Regions from separate parts of the Mus musculus genome. Here region 2 is linked to region 1. A link is a contact called in public Micro-C data. All regions are on one chromosome and are shown on one strand. The core of a region is the stretch at or near the end of the contact, and the rest is flanking DNA. Distances in the headings are between cores, read along the strand shown. Region 1 holds the start of 1500026H17Rik (RIKEN cDNA 1500026H17 gene). Region 2 holds the start of Ikbip (IKBKB interacting protein).

What was found. Hi-C and Micro-C count contacts between places; a contact is called where the count stands out from the background.
Region 2: a contact with region 1 is called in a Micro-C map of embryonic stem cells, with 5 times the contacts expected there. The contact joins the promoter of Ikbip here to the promoter of 1500026H17Rik in region 1. A contact is called at or near these places in 2 of 39 promoter capture datasets (hippocampal neurons and neutrophils), 2 of 484 Hi-C or Micro-C datasets (CD4 T cells and embryonic stem cells) and 2 of 115 datasets of contacts at active chromatin or transcription factors (embryonic stem cells and large pre-B cells).

Annotation. Positions count from the first base shown.
Region 1 is chr10:89,684,168-89,689,916 of GRCm38.p6, reverse strand. It overlaps 1500026H17Rik (RIKEN cDNA 1500026H17 gene), which reads right to left and starts at 3,554. Exons shown (of 3, transcript NR_130956.1): 1 at 3,398-3,554; 2 at 595-768. It overlaps Scyl2 (SCY1-like 2 (S. cerevisiae)), which reads left to right and starts at 3,623. Exons shown (of 18, transcript NM_198021.3): 1 at 3,623-3,879.
Region 2 is chr10:91,080,758-91,086,506 of GRCm38.p6, reverse strand. Ikbip (IKBKB interacting protein) reads right to left here and starts at 3,468. Exons shown (of 3, transcript NM_026166.2): 1 at 3,211-3,468. The coding sequence starts at 3,380. It overlaps Apaf1 (apoptotic peptidase activating factor 1), which reads left to right and starts at 3,764. Exons shown (of 27, transcript NM_009684.2): 1 at 3,764-4,324.

The DNA.
Region 1 (5,749 bases), core at 2,305-4,804:
CCAGAGCACTGGAACTCTGGCTGGACACGGGTTCTCTCCCACTCCCCTCTTTCCCCCACACCCACAGCCCCGCACAAATCACTTTAGCATCATAAAGTGAAACGATGAATTCAGATAGCATGGGAGAGAATGGGGGCACATAATGGAACACTGATTTCTAATGGTCTCATCCTCTGTTACCAGTATTGGCTCTGTTAGAGAAAAATGAAAATTCCGATTGCCCCCTTTTGCTTTCTTTCCATCTATCCTTCCTCTTCCTCCTCCTCTTCCTTCTTGTTCTTCTTGTTGCTGTTCTCCCTCCCCGCCACCCCACCCCCCACCCCCCGCGCCTCCTCTTCCCTTTGTTGAAAAAGTCTTGCTGTATAGATCAGGCTGGCCTCAAAATCATAGAGACCTGCCTGCCTTTCCGTCCTGAGAATTAAAGGAGGATTAAAGGTATGCACCTATCTGAAAATTCAGTCAATTCATAAACTAGAGATGGGGCCATCAGCTTATACAATAGATGTGTTCTCATATCTTAAGGTACCAAGAAGAAATAAATAGGAGATCTTTTAGTTATAAATTATTTGACAGTGTATAATTTTGACTACTCACTTGAGTTTGAATAACCTCTCTTTTTATACAAGTGTTAGAAATGACAAGATCTTCATCTTCACTTAGCTGGGAAGTTTACACTTTAACTGGAGGCTCTAAAGTATTTTCAAAGATCGGAAAGTGGATCCATTTAAGGAGATGTGACTGTTTGTTGTTTCCAGATGTCCTTCACAGCTAAGAAAGAAAACAATTCAACTGTCAAGAGTAACAAATGAAAACACATATTCGATACAATAAAATTATTCCATTTCTAAACAATTATTAAGAGTGAGAATAATTAATTTAAATTGATCAATAGATGCAAATAAAGAAAATGCCCCAAGTCATGTTTTTACATTGTAGAAAATATATTATAGAAAATATATTTCTGTTTGGGGCCAAACTAAAAACACATAAAGCAGCAATGTAAACCTGTTATTCACACAGATATTTACATTCTAATTCATAACAGTAGCAAAATTATAGTTATGAAGTAACAACAAAATAATTTTATAGTTGAGGACCACCACAACATGAGGAACTGTATTAAGGGTCCCAGCATTAGGAAGGCTGAGAATCAGTGCTCTAAACCTACTATGGAGGATATATCACATATACATTTTTAATGTATTTACTCTAACACTATCATGGAGAGCACTTTTAAATATTTATACCGAGAGAAGCTTTTTGTTTTCTGAGGAACTGATATACTTTCTCATTTTAAAAGCCAACATAGCCAAGGTTATCTAGAGACTCAGAGCAGAAATTTACTCTATTATGCCGACTGTATTACCCTTAGAATGTGTTAACCTGAGAATTATCATATACACTGACCCTTTATTTGGAAGCCTAATCTGTCTTCTTTTGATGATAATTTAAGAAAGCTTATTAGCTATATATATATATTGTTATAGACTGCCTTAAAGCCCCCCTCCCCCAGTGACACACTTCCTCCAACAAGGCCACACCTACTCCACCATGGACATGTCTCCTAATAGTGCCACTGCCTATGAACCTATGGGGGCCACTTTCATTCTAACCACCACAGGCAGTCAGGTGGGATGCAGCCATATTTCATTAATGGTTACAACCTTTACTGCATTTCTTTCATCAAATCGTCACAGAATCAAGAACATACTGGGTGCCTAAAGAAGGTATGTAGAGAAGGAAGAAGAACTGGAAGAGACTCCAAGGAAGACTAATATTTAGAGCAGAGATACTTAAATGCTTGGCATTCGCAGCCCTTCTTCACCAGAGGAAGCAAAAGTGCCTGTGCTGTATGTGAAGAGGAAAGTTCGCTTACACCTCCTGCCTACCTCACTTAAAGCTTGCTCTGCCTCTTGACCTACCGATGACTTAATGTAATCCTGTTTACAATAAACAGAAAGCTCTTGGATTAAAGGTATGTGCTAGGACTGAGCCATACCACAACTAGAAACAGGTTTTTCTTTTTTTCTTTTTCTTTCTTTCTTTTTCTTTTTCCTTTTCAGCAAGTAACACAATCTCAGAGGTTCACAGTGTGTTCAAATATCCTGTGATAGCTATTCTCACATGGTCTGCAAAGGATTAGGTTTGCTCACTAGGATTCTGTCAAAATGTTTAATTCAGTGTTTCTTGGTGCGTTGGCAACCTTGTACAATCACTGCTATCATCTAACCCCAGGCCATTTTATCACTCCAAAAAAGAGACTCATGTTTAGTAGAGATAAACTAGTTCCTCCTACCCCAGTAAAATATGAAATTAAAGCATGTAAGAAAGAAAAAGTTGAAATATAGAGAACATGATTTCTAGATGTTTTGTGTGCAGAATACAAGAATCTAAGCCTTTCCTTTCTTGACCACGAAGAACTAGAAGTAACATTACCAACACATAACTTATAAGATGCTCTTGGCAAAAGGACAGAAATAAAAGTCCACCCTTCTGGGGCTGGAAAGAGAAGGCTCAGCTAGTGAGATGATAACTTTCTAAGCATGCAGATCTAAGTTGGATCTCCTGAACATACATTAAAAAGCCAGGCTTGGTGGTGGGTGCTCCTAATTTCACAGCTGAAGAGATAAGAGAAAGGCAAAGCACCAGGTTCTATTTAGAGACCTTGTCTCAAAAACATGGACAGCTCCCCAGGAACAACTCCTAAGGCTAACCTCTAGCCTCGAGCTTTTCTGGCGTGTGTACATACAGCTGTACCTACACAAACATGTAAACACACCACACAAACATGTACACACACATACACACACACCCCATAATCCTCTTCCCTCTTCTCTTCCTCCCCCTCCTCCAATTCTTCTTGTAATAGAATCTACCCTATTACCCATCTTAAGACATTTTAACCTGAACCAGGGACAGAGCAGAGACAGGAGAGGCAGGGTTAGGGTTAGTTAGGGTGGTAGTAGTCCTACTACTATGTACGGGTTACTTGGATGGATAGCAGGGAGACAGAGGCTGTGCCCAGTTTCACCTAGGTATATTTTTCAGAACAATTTACTTCTTTCATTAAGCACGTAAGATAAATAATCTTTGTTGCTCTAATTGTGGAACTGTGGCACCGGGGTTATCTGAGAATGTCTTAGAAACGCAGAGCATCCGATCCTACTTGTGCAGCAGAATCTGCACTTTAACACGGCCCTGTGTGAGAAGCACGGCTTTTCTAGGTTCTAAGGTCACTTAGCAGAAAGTCAGAGAAAGCTGAGTCCTATGTAATCAGTCACTAGACCAGCAAGGGCAGGTGGCCTGGGAAACAGAAAAGGGGAGGGGCCTCACAACCAGAGCTGCAGTGTCCAGCCATCAAGTCACTGTCAGTCATCTCCAATATACATTTGGTTACCTGTCCTCATTATCTTGGAGAATCCCCTTCTATGGTTCCAGAAACTCGGGCTTCCTAGCCTGGGGCCCCGGAAAGCTGGTCTTGCCCGCGAAGACTAGTGATCAGAGTCACAGGTACGGCTGTCAGCAGAGGCCCGGGCTGGCTCCACCCCCGCCCCGGGAGCCCCGCCTCACTCCGCCTCGGGGAGGGCGGAGGGAAGCCAAGCCTTACCCTTCCGAACCGCCCGGAAGTGACGTCATGCAGGAGCGGGCAGGTCTTTCGGTGCTCTTCCCCCTACCGTGCTCTTCTTCCCTAGTCCCTTCCCTCCCTTCCCCCTTTACTCCTCGATCTCGGGGTTCTGCGGACTCGGGGGTGACGGAGGAGATGGAGTAAGCGTTCGGTGGCGGCCAGGAGCGCGGCCCGAGCAGTCACAGCCCGGAGGCATTGAGGGAGCCGGCGGGGGACCGGCCCCAGCACCGCCCCTCCAGGTAGCCGGCTGCGAGGTGAGTGACCTGTCTCGGGCACCGGGCGACCTGGGTCTGCGGCCAGCTTGCGGGCTACGGGTCTCCCCGGGCCTCCCGGCTGCTACTGTTGCCTAGTGACGGGCCGGGTCGGGCGGGCTGGCGGTGGGTGGCCCGGGAAGCCGGATCCAGGTAGCGAGAAGCGGGAGGGAGCGGATCTCAGAGGCCGGTGACTCTGGGCGAGGCCTTCGGGCGACGGGAGCCCCGCTGCCTGGGTCATTCTGCTGCTGGGAGAGTCCCCAGAGCTGGCGCAGGAGCTCGGGTTTCCGCCGTGGAGATCTCCGTATCCTTTTGGGAAATTGGACAGTGCTCCGGGACTGCTGAGACAGCCCCCCTCGTTTCTGATACTTGGTTCCGATAGCTGGGGTCACCGGCTAAGGCCCTGCACTTCGGACGCCTTTCTCTGATGGTAGTTGTCTTTCTGGACTGGACGGTTATTGTGTGTGTGAGGTGGGTGGGGCAGATAAGGTTTGAGAGAAAGAAATCCCCATGGGGGCTCCAGTGCGCCTGTTTAAGCTACAGAAAAAGGTTTAGACAGATAAAGCTTGCAGAAACTTCTTGGGATTCGCATGGACGCGTTACCTGTGATCAGTAATTAAGGACACACAGTGTTTCCCTTTCTCAACAGGATTGAAGAGACTCCAGACCAGCTCCTTAAAGTGATTTTGATTGTAAATTATCAGCTAGAGGTTTTTCTTTGCACATCAAAACCAGGGATTGTGTGATGACACTTTGAAACGCCGTATTTAAGTTTTCTGAGTCGTGCGCCTCTGTTCAGAGAAAGCAATTTAACAAAGATGCTGTAAGTCAGTCAGCCATTACAAAACCCAAGCAGTTCTGGTGTTTGCTTGGAAGATTCTTTTTCGACTTTGAAGGCTTTCCCCTCCTTAATAAAGGTTGGAGGAGAAGGGGATTGTGGTTATGCAAAGGAAAGGAGCCTAACTGAACACATAGAGCTTTATTCTGTTCAGATATACCTACGCACATGTGAAGATCATTCATTTTGTCTGTCAGAGACGATTACATATGTAATACAGATGTGTTGTAATTCCATACAGTAGGACATTGCTATACAAATACATTCTATATTTGGGAATTAAATCATGTTGACATAGTTGAAATTTGTGATTTATCCTCTCAAAAAAAAAAAACCAAAAAACCAAAAAAACTCCCCAAAACCAGGTCCTCGTACATGTTTTGATCCTATTTTATAGGAGTTGAAATTTGTTAAGTTCTTATTATTCCTCATTCGACATCTTTTATGAGGTCCTATTGATGTTTGCCTTTTAAATATTGAATCTTCATCTTCAGCACCACCTCCTTGTTGCAGTCACATTGGTCTCTTGCATCTAGAGGGCTTGACACCTGTGGTCTCTGTGCTGGGATGGACATCTCATAATATAGATCTGATCACAATGGCTTTACCTTTTGGAGTAACTGAAATTCTTTTTTTGTTGTTTTTGTTTTTGCTTTTTTTGAGACAAAATTTCATTGTATGGCCTTGGCTGTCCTGGAACTCTCTTTGTAGACCAGGCTGGCCTTGAACTCACAAAGGCCTCTGCCTCACAGAGCCTAACTGAAATTCTTGATGTCTCTGTAAGGCCCTCTTGTCTGTTGGTCTAGCTTCATCTCTACAGTACCTTTGGCATTCTTTTCTTTCCCGGTCGCCACATCCATTGTCTATCTTTCTGTTCCTCCTCCAGGCACATGGCTCTTGGTCATACTTCCTGGACGTGTCCACAAGAGCCCGGAAATGTTGTTCTTTCATATGCTCCAGGTTAATGCCTGCTTATCATTCAGTTCACTTCAGTAGTCTTTGATCAGTATAGATTCTCCTTATTAAGTGTTCTCC
Region 2 (5,749 bases), core at 2,219-4,718, 1.4 Mb before region 1:
TGGTGAGTCCTAGGTTCAGTGAGACTCTCTCTCAAAGACATTAGGTGGAGAGTGAGAGGCACAGATGTTGCTGTGAGGCTTCCACCATACACCTGCACATATCACACCCTTACCACTGAGCTACACTCTTGCTTTTTTTTTTTGATTTAAGTTTTATTGCATTATGATGAGAAAAGATACATAATTTCAATTTATCTGAATTTGTTAACATTTAAAAACATATTTTGAAGCCGGGCGTGGTGACGCACACCTTTAATCCCAGCACTGGGGAGGCAGAGGCAGGAGGATTTCTGAGTTCGAGGCCAGCCTGGTCTACAAAGTGAGTTCCAGGAAAGCCAGGACTACACAGAGAAACCCTGTCTCAAAAAAAAAAAAAAACAAACATATTTTGAGTAAATAAGACTTACATCACATTCTTCTTTCCCTTTGTACCCCAACTCCTCCCAAAGAGCCTCCCTTCTAAACCTGCAATACTTTTCGATTTTTATCATATTCTTTAAAATTCATAAAATATTGTAACAATAAAAATGATTATTATAAAAGTTGTTTGATTATAAGACAACAATGGAACAGTCTTATGTAGATGTTTGTCTACAGCAATACTGAAAATACATACATTTCTCAATATAAATTTTAAATAACTCCAAATATATTAACTGTATGTTATTTTAAAATAATATATCACTATTAGGTTTTGTTTCTGTTTTTTTGTTTGTTTGCTTTTTTCGAGACAGGGTTTCTCTGTATAGCCTTGGCTGTCCTGGAACTCACTCTGTAGAACAGGCTGGCCTCGAACTCAGAAATCTGCCTGCCTCTGCCTCCCGAGTGCTGGGATTAAAAGCGTTCGCCGCTGCCGCCACCACCCGGCACTATTAGTTTTTCTTAATGAACGTAAATAGATAAAGTTTTGGATACAGATTTACACTCTTGCTTTATAATTTTGATTTGACATTTAAAAAATCACTTTGGAGAGACAAAGCTCAGCTTATAAATAACCTTTCTAATCAGTGTAACTAACATGTTTTGTCTTTAATTTAACCCTTAATGTTAAATCCCTAAGATGAAGCACAACTTTTTAAGGTGTGTGTATGTGTTGTGGTGTGTGTGTTGTGGTGTGTGTGTGTGTGTGTGTGTAAGTCAGAGACTGAAGCTGGTTGTCTTTCTCAATTGCCCTCCACCTCATTACTATTTTTATTTGTCTCTCTGTGTGTGGTCACAGGTGTTCCACTGTGCATGTATGGAGGTCAGAGGACAACTCTGGGGATTCAGTTCTCTTTTTCCATTGTGTGAATGCTGGGGATAGAATTCAGGCTGTCCTTTGGCTTTGCAGAGCAAATGCTTTTATCAAATGTACCATCTTGCTGACTCAACGGAATCATTTTTTGAACTTGAATTATCAAAAAAGCTGAACATTCTATGACATAGTTTCTTAGTGGATTATGAGGCTTTGTCTAATTAACGGGAACTAGAGGAATAAATTTAGCAACTAAAACCACTTGTATTAAGCCCTGGTGCAGTGGTTCTCAGCCTTCCTAAAGTTGTGGCCCTTTAATACAGTTCCTCATGTTGTGGTGAGCCTCAACCATAAAATTATTTTCATTGCTATTTCAAAGCTGTAATTTTGCTACCATTATGCATCACAATATAAATATCTGATATGTTACCCCTGTGGGGGTCTCAACCCACAGGGTGAGAAACACTGCCCTACAGAGAACTAACAATAACTCAGTAATATTCTTTCCCAATACAAAATGTACCATGTCCCCATTTACCTAAAAAGGCATGCATTTTAAGGTATGCATAGTTTATTTAAAACAGCAAATCCAACACATTTAGATCAGAATTAATATATTCTTCAAATACTAACACTATCATTAAATAAAGTTCTTTTTAAAGAGGACAATGATCTGTATTTCAGTTGAACACGTTTTTATTAACTTATAACAAAACCCAGTACTCAAGCATTACCCAGTACAAATGCCTAGTATAATCCTAGCACTTGGGAGGTGAAGGCAGGAAGATCAGGGGTTCAATGTCACCTTCGGCTATATAGTGAGTTCTAATCTAACCTAGGCTACCTAAGAGCCTTTCTCAAAAAACCAAACCAACCACTCAACCATAGACCCCCCCCCCCAAAAAAAAAAAAAAACAAAAAACTCAAGGACTCAGGGTGTCACCAATAAACTAAGCTGGAAATAAACCTGCATCAAAACTACTCTACCCTGGAGGATATCCAGAGTCTTTTCTGAATTCTATTAGCTCTCTTATTCCACATTTACACTAATATATCACTAATATATGCTTGGTTTCAAAGCTACAAATGTTGAGCGGGATGGCGGTGCCCCCACTACTGCAAATAAAGTGTAAAAATACATGTATATAGCTGGGTTGTATGTGTCATACAGCCAGGTTGTGGTAGTACATGCCTTTAACACCAGTACTAGGGAGGTGGAGGCAGGCAGATCTCTGAGTTCCAGGCCAGCCTGGCCTACAAAGTGAGTTCAAGGACAGCCAGGGCTACACAGAGAAACCCTGTATCAAAAAACTAAAACAACAACAATAAGAAAACACGAATGTTTAGTCTTAAGGGAAAACATATTCTTTACAATGTTACATACAGTTCAACTTGTAATTTAGGAGTAAGACTATATAGTCTTTTATAGCTGTTAAGAACATGCATGTCTGGTGTCTTACAACCATTGGTAACTCCAGCTTCTTGGATTTGACACTCTCTTGCGGGATCCTCGCGCACCTGCACACACGTGCACAAATACACTGACACTCATACACATAAACAAGAATAAATCTTTAAAAAAGGACTATAGTTTTAATGTAGGCACACAGCTCTAAATAGGAGAAAGTCTCATTAGCATTTATCGCTCAGCAACAACGAACTTTTTTTTATTAGGCTGCAGACATTTTAAGAGTGCGATTTTTGGTGGAGGGTGGAGCAAACTCATCCGCAAAGCTACAGAGTGGACGGGAAGTAGTGGTTTTTAGGTATGTGCAAACTTGTGACGTGCAGTAGTAGATGCTTAATAAAGTGTGGGCCGAGTCCTGGGTGACATGTTCCCAGACTTTAGAGGGCAGCGACAGGAGCATGCTACCAGAACATTGTTAAAAGAGCGTATTCAAGCGAGAGTGGGTTGGCTCGAGGTGCTAGGCGCCCACGCGAGGCCCGACCCACGGCCTGCAGCATCGCACACTTACCAGGCCAGGCCCAGGGTCATCGCCAGAGACAGCAGGCTGAGCCCAGTGCGGGGGTCCGCCCAGCCCGCGTCCCCCCGCGCCTCGGGGTTTTTCCTGCCATCACTCCGCTTCTCGGGCTCAGGAGCAGCCACTTTGGGCCCCGGCTTCTTTCGGCTCTTCACTTCGGACATGTCTGGATCCCTGAAGATCTTGAAGCCAGGATGGCTTTGGAGGGGGGCCGTGGGACGTGGCTGCAGAGCAGCTTCGGAAGGCCACGCCCACCAAGGCTGTGCCCCGCCCTCAAGCGGCTGGCCCCGCCTCTGGATTCCGCTACCCGACTGAGTCTGCGGGAGACCCAAGCTCGCGGGTGCGCGCAGGTTGCGGAGAGGCGCGTAGAGGGGGCGGGGCCGAGAGTGCCACGTCTAGCTGGGCGCGAGCCCGCGGCTTAGCCCCACCCCACCGCGCATGCGAGAACGCTCAACCAGGGCTTGCGGTCACGCGCCGGGCGGGGCGCGCGCGCGCGGCCGCGGCGGCGGGCCCTGGGCGAGTGAATTTGCGTGCCCGGGCGCGCGCTGTGTGGACTGGGCGGGCCCAGCGGTGTTTGAGTGCTCCGCGGTCCTGAGGCAGAGACCAGGAGGCAGCTAGAGGAGCAGACGTCTCACTCCGCTCGCGGAAGGGTGTGAGAGGGGTGTGTGGGGGTCGGCAGCGAGGGGTGTGTGCCATCAGCCACCGGCGACGATCTGAGACAGTCGCAGCGGCTTTCCGAGCGGCGTCCGCTTCCCGCCCGGGCAGCTCCCGCCAGAGGGGTGAAGCGGCGACTGGAGTGGCCGTGCTTTTGTGCCCTGGGTCCCGGTACCCTCCCCTGGTGCGGCCCGAGGCAAGCCCACCGAGGTGACCACCCCTCGACGCCGCTTGGAGATCCCGGGCATCCACCCTGCGCCCCGAGCAGCTGATACCCAGGGAGGTGTCAGGACCTGCCCGGGGCGCGGGGTCGCCGGAAGCCAGGCGGGAGCCCCGGCTGCTTTCTGGCAATCTAGTCTCATAAGTGACCCTCCCTGGGCTGCTTTCTTTCGATTATCATCAGTGACCCTCCCCCGGCTGCTCTTCCCAGCACAACTCCGGTGCAAAGGCTTGGGTAAGTTTACTGCCTCGGTCTCACCTCCCCAAGCTCCTCTGGGCAGGCTCTTTGCAAGTTCTGTTGTAGCTCCCAGGGACTGAAAGATCAGGGGACGCGGGATGTTTGGTAATCATCCTCCTGCTCTTGTACCAGGAAGAGAAATTATCTAAGGAGGAAGTAGACCACTATTACTGTTTTCCTGGATAGACTTAGCCTTTATATTGTGGTCTGTATCTCGGACCAGTTTTGGCTTTCTGTTTTGTTGTGGCCACAAAGAGGTTGTGGCCCTGGGAATTTGCCCATAGTATTCCAGTTTGTGTAAAGTTTGAAAAAAGTTGTTTAAAATTTATATAATTTATGGCTGGGCATGGTGGTGCACGCCTTTAATCCTAGCACTCGGGAGGCAGAGGCAGGTGGATTTCTGAGTTCGAGGCCAGTCTGGTCTACAAAGTGAGTTCCAGGACAGCCAGGGCTATACAGAGAAACCCTGTCTCGAAAAACCAAAAAAAAAAAAAAAAAAAAAAAAAAAAAAAAACCAAAACAAAAAAAATATTATATATATATATATAATTTATGTATATGAGTTCAGTAAGGCTAGAGAAAATTGGAACTTAGTTGTCAAAGTGTTTTTTGTTTTTGTTTTTTTTTTTTTTTTTGGAGACAGGGTTTCTCTGTGTAGCCCTGGCTGTTCTGGAACTCACTCTGTAGACCAGGCTGGCCTTGAACTCAGAAATCCACCTGCCTCTGACTCCCAAGTGCTGGGATTAAAGGTGTGCTCCACCACTGCCCGGTAGAGTATTTGGTTTTTGCTTAATTATTGGACATAACCAAAAATCTTTTCATAACGGGGTTTCTCTGCATAGCCCTGGCTGTCCTGGAACTCACTTTGTAGACCAGGCTGGCCTCGAACTCAGAGATCCACCTGTCTCTGCCTCCGGAGTGCTGGGATTAAAGGCGTGGGCCACGATGCCCGGCTGAGAAACTTTTAGGAAACTAAAAATGTTAGTCTTGTTTCTGGTCATTTCTTTTTCTTTGATTTTCCTTTTTTCTTCAGTTAGTTTCATTCCAGTTGTGGGCGCACAAACGAATGACTTCTTTATTTTTGCAAGTGCAACATTTGATGTCTTAAAAAAATTTTTTTTTGAAGTTGAATGATTCTTGCCCTTCTTCGGCGCTCTGTATATTACTCTGTGCCTATTTCAGTTTTTGCACGTAGGACAGTCATCTTCTGATTATCTCTTTTTGTTGTGTATACACACACACACACACACACACACTCCTAATGAAGGAATGATTATGCATATTTAAGACATTCACACTTTACTACATTGGAGGGAGTTTTTGTCAGTGCTTTTACAACTTGCAAACATTCAAAACTGAACTTTATACCCGTGGAATAATTTTTGTTGTAATGTAGGGAAGTTGTTAGGAAATGAAAGTCAC